Regions from separate parts of the Danio rerio genome. Here region 1 is linked to region 2. Evidence: chromatin contacts called from public Hi-C data. All regions are on one chromosome and are shown on one strand. The core of a region is the stretch at or near the end of the contact, and the rest is flanking DNA. Distances in the headings are between cores, read along the strand shown. Region 1 overlaps tcf4 (transcription factor 4). Region 2 has its middle 17 kb from the start of txnl1.

Region 1 (2,700 bases), core at 154-2,653, 420 kb before region 2:
TCAGAACATTATTTTATGCATCAGACACTAATTAAACTTAGACAAAATACTGATTTAGAACATATATTAAAATATGTTCTACATATAGTGAAAGCGAATGCAAATAAAGAATTTGAGCTCTACAATAGGTGAAAATTCATAATAGCTCATAATAATATATATATTTTTTGGTCATTTTTGTGGTTCAAACGCTTCCATGGACATGCATTTTCCCTTGATATATGAAACAGCATCATGGACATTATATTAAACATCTATTTTTGTTTCTCCTTAAGTGAAAGTGAATGCAAATAGAGGGAATAGAGCTCTAAAAAGAACAAAAAGCATCATAAAAGCTCATTATAATGTTGTTTTTGGTCATTTTTACATCTTAAAGGCTTTTATTGGCATGCATTTTCACTATAAAACAGCAGCGCGCACATTCCACCACATATCTCCTTTCGTTTTTCCTTTAGTGAAAGTGAATGCAAATAGAGAAATTTAAGCTCTAGAAAAGGACGACAAACACCATAGCTGTTAATTATAAAAGTGTTTTTGGACATTTTCACTATATATATCTCCTCTGTTAGTGAAAGTGAATGCAAATAGAGAAACTTGAGCTCTAAATAAGACAAAAACATCATAATAGCTCATTTTAATGTTTGTTTTTGGTCAGTTTTGCAGCTTAGCTGCTGGCATTCCCATGCATATTCATTATATACAAAAATAGCAGCGTGCACATTCTGCTAAACATCTCCTTTTGTGTTTTACAGAAGAAAGTCATGCAAGTTTTTCAATGACATCAGAACATTATTTTTGTCTCAGACACTAATTAAATGTATGCAAAACTACTGATTTAGAACAAACTGTATATTAAAATATCAGATTTTTACATTCTACTAAGTATCTCCTTTTGTGTCTTATAATCATTCAGTCCACAGAACTATGAACTTGTAATATAAATGCTGATGTATGGATTATTAATGCTTTTTTTCATCATCATCAAAGAGCAGCTCCTCCTTTTGTGTGTCATGCGGGTTAGTAAATGATGACAGAATGTTCATTTTTTGTGTGTGTGTGTCTGAATTATTCCTTTATGAGTCTCAAACACTAATTAAACTCGCAAGATTGCGCTGAAATTACTAATTTGGCCTTTTTAAATTCTTTATGATCATGAACTCGACTTCATCTGTGTCAGTGGAACATGGCTGGAGGAAAGCAGCAAAATGACACTGGATTGTTCAGCGATATCTCACAAATCCTGACTGCAAATCAAGCACATGTTCATTAAGACGCAACCCGAGGTTCTGCAGGGTTCACACACACACACACACACACGGTTGGTTTTAAACAGCGTTCTCACACTCTGCTTCCAACACAAGCGCTGTGGACAGCTGGTGCGGGAGGGAGGCTGCTGCTTTCTTTCTTTCTTTCTTTGGCTGAGTTTTGGGACGCAGCCAAACTCTTACCTCCGTCTGCACACTGCACACTCCGACCGCTACCTGTCAGTCAAACCGTCACCATGGAGACACACCTGAACCCACACTCACACAGTCACTCACACATTCAGACGCACACATGCATGCACACTAAAACAGTTTTACACACGTGTACACACACACACACACACACACACACACACACACACACACACACACACACACACACACACACACACACACACACACACACACACAATCACAATCACAATCTCTCTCGCACACATACACACAATGCAAAACAGTCACACACACACACAGAGACTTGCGCACACACACATACACACACACACACACCCAAAGACTCTCTCTCATACACAAGCACACGCACGCACACACACACATACGAAGACAGTCACATGCACACACATAAAATACATAGTCTCTCTTACACACACATGAACAGTCTCTCACACACACACAAAGGCACTGTCACACATTCACACACAAGCATACGCACACACACACACACACGAACACACTTATAAAAACAGTCTCTCTAACAAACACACGCACGCACACACACACAGATACGTACGCATGTACGTGCATGCGCACGCACACACACACACACACACACACACACACACACACACACACACACACACACACACACACACACACACACACAGCATGAACACTTTATTATTTAAAATAACTAATTAAATAAGTAAATAATGAATAAAAAAATACATAAATAAATAATTATAAATATAATAAAAAATCGATTTTTTAATTTAAATTTTCTCTTTTATTTGAAAAATTTGAGAATGCATATAAAATATTTAGGTAAATAATTACTGTATTTATTCAACATTTAATATTTAAAATAAGTAACTAAATAAATAAATACATATTAATAATTATAATAATAATAAAATGAGACTGCTATTTAAATTTCAAATTAATGGAAAGTGTGAGAGAATATATATATATATATATATAATGGATAAACATAATAAAAAAAGAAAGATTTTGCTATTTAAATTTTCATATTTAATAAGGAATTGTAAGAATAAAATAACGTTTTTAAGTAATTAATTAATGTATTTAATGGATATTTTTTGCTTTTGATTAAAAATTATGAGAATATATATACATAAATGTAAAAAGTAATTAGGTACTTTATTTAAATTGGGGGGAAAATCTTTAATTTAATACATCTTATTTTTTCTTATGACTTTCTATAAAATACAAAAATTCAGGAGGGTTAATACTTCTG
Region 2 (2,700 bases), core at 131-2,630:
AATGAGAGTGCAGTAGAAACCAGTGACAACACATATCCAAACACATTAAGTTAGAACCCAGTCAGAACAAAATAGTTCAGTAAAACAGAGCAGAGCCCAAAAAAACAGTGTTTTGCAACTCACTAAAACCCAGTTAAAACACCACCACAGCTGTTAAACAGCACACTAAAGCCAGTCTGAACAATTCAGCAATGAGCTGAAGCCCAGTCAAAACACTATAGCAATGGCTTGGCAATGTGCTAAACTCTCTATGGCAAGCCAATCTAACATTTAATCAATAAAATATACTGATATCTATTTTCATGCTTGTGTTTTGATACCCATTCCATCAAGTACTTATTCACTAGCACTTTTACAACAGTTTCATCCTCATATACTACCTTATTAAGATACTTATTCATCAGATTCTAGTTTTTAATAGATCTAGGTACCAAATCCTTATATATTTAATAAGTACAATCAACTTATTTAATAGGGATTCTATACCTATACAATTGTAGGTGACTACAATACTTATGTACAGTATGTATATGTTTTTTACATTCTAGTTTTTATTTACTACGTTTACTATTTATTTACTGCGAGTAAATGTTTGTTTTAAGATTATTATTATTTACTACAGTAAGTGTATTAACTGAACTGTGTTCATTTTGATTATGTTATAAGACAAATAAAAAGCAGCTGAGCCCAATAAGATAAGTTACTAGTAGTGATTACAAAAGAAAGTGTCTACTATAGGATGCTATTCCCTATATGTGGTTTATTTTTTGCAATAAGAACTGTATCTAATAAATAAATACTAGTGTTTAATTAACAAACGGCATAATTTAACAAACAGATACAACTTAGTATCTAAAATTAAGCTACTAGCATAAAAACAATCTGAACATCATGGTGTTAAAAAGGCTGACCAACTCTCTTGGAACACCTTAGCAACGTTGAAATCACTTAAAACACAATATTAATAATTGATTAACCCTCTAAATCAACTTCATCAATATTACATATCTAAACACATTTCAGAATGTGCGTGGTGCAGGTGTACTCACATTTTCCACATATAAATATCCTGATATTCATAATATCCTGCTTATATTTATATATTAAACTGAATATACATAAAACGGAGTGTATAAAATGTACAAAACATTGTTGTTGATCTGGGAAAGCGCCACCATTTTGTTGAACTTCAGTCAGGAATTTCCCGCCAGCGCCAACGAAGGATCACTTCAGCCATGGCGTGCGCGCGAAAAAAAAAATATGATTGACATTTGTGATTGGTATAAAAGTGTCGGGCCGCTTCTATTTTTTGCTCATTTTTCGGAAGAGTCGTGAGACAGACTGTGCGATTTCACACGACACCTGTTTCCCCGATTTCTGTCAGCCTGTAGTGACATTTCATCTGAATTCCTGAAAGCCCTTTAAGAGAGAAAGAGAGAGAGAAAGCGCGCGCCTGAACTTGACTCCAGGGTAATGTGGTTCTTGTTGGGTTTTTGTTGACTTTATAGAAATCAGATCCACACTGACCGCCATTTTATAGCTCTTATTTCATTACCGAACACATTTAATTCCTGTTCCAGCACATAAATATATAGCTTCAGCTTCAGATAACCAGGCCTCGAGGATCTGAATTTAATACTGAAGCAGATGAACGGCTACAGAAATAAATAAATAAACACCTCAGAAGATTCATATATAAAAATAAACCTCACATATGAACCGGTCAGGTCTCTGCAGGCTTCACTGTGAACACATGAATATGCTGAACTGGCCGTATTTATTTTGGTACACTTCTGTAGATGTTAAATTTAATAAATGTTAGTCGGAGCTACAAATTTATCTTGTACAGAAAGGTGTTCGCCTTTTCTTTTTCCTCTCTTATGAACGCAAATCTCCTATTGAAAGCGTTTATAAATATTGTAATTATATTTTAAGCTACTTTATAGTTGGATTTAATTTACTTGACGCTTTAAAATAAAGATTTAGGGATGTTTATTATATTTATATACATATAATAAACGAATTTAAATATAAAGCCTAGCAGTATTTGTGTATTATTAATCCTTAACTCCCAAGGAAAACAATGGCGCATTATGAAAATACCTAACCCATATTTACTAATGAACCTCATTTATACACCGAATTTAATTAGAATTATAAATTAATTATTATATTTAAAGCAGTATTATATTGATAATTTAATGCCATTCAAATCATTATTATACACTGTTATATGATTTCATTTTAAATTAAAGCTAAATGAATCAAATTAAACTGATTTATGAATGTTTTAATTGTGTATTTATTTTAAATATGGGTTTATTCTTAATAACTAAACAGTATTAATTAATAGAAAACAGAATAATAATAATAGTCAGTCATTACATGACTTTAACATCTAATTTATCCGTAAATTCTTGAGAACAGTTTTGCACCATTTTGTTTTTGATGGTCTATAATTTTAGCATTTATTCTTCACAAATTATATAGTTTATTGTGCTTAAAAGGCAATGTTTAAAGTGCATTCCTTTAAGCGCGGAAAATGTATTTATTCGTTCGTGAAAACACACCACATAATGATTCAAGCGGTTTAAAATAAAATGAGCATTTTGATTTTAATGACTGAACCCATTTCGTGTGTGTTTTAAATTGTAGGGTATAATTTAAACAAATATAAGGACAATTTTCAGCCAAAACGCG

Evidence for each region. A called contact is a pair of places that touch in the nucleus more often than the background predicts.
Region 1: a Hi-C map of skeletal muscle shows a contact between it and region 2, with 3 times the contacts expected there. The contact joins two enhancer-like sites. A contact is called at or near these places in 4 of 18 Hi-C or Micro-C datasets (caudal fin, embryo, hematopoietic stem cells and 1 more) and 2 of 4 datasets of contacts at active chromatin or transcription factors (caudal fin and embryo).

Annotation. Positions count from the first base shown.
Region 1 is chr21:1,802,529-1,805,228 of GRCz12tu, reverse strand. All of the region lies in intron 8 of tcf4 (transcription factor 4), which reads right to left. Among named protein-coding and RNA genes, the nearest start is that of tcf4, 190 kb to the right of the region's middle. Within about 2 kb of position 1,403, at least 12 of the 62 cell types and tissues checked have an H3K27ac peak or open chromatin away from gene starts, as enhancers often do. A contact at or near this core is called in skeletal muscle, where this site is marked.
Region 2 is chr21:1,382,076-1,384,775 of GRCz12tu, reverse strand. No RefSeq gene overlaps it. Among named protein-coding and RNA genes, the nearest start is that of txnl1, 17 kb to the right of the region's middle. Within about 2 kb of position 1,380, at least 4 of the 62 cell types and tissues checked have an H3K27ac peak or open chromatin away from gene starts, as enhancers often do. A contact at or near this core is called in skeletal muscle, where this site is marked.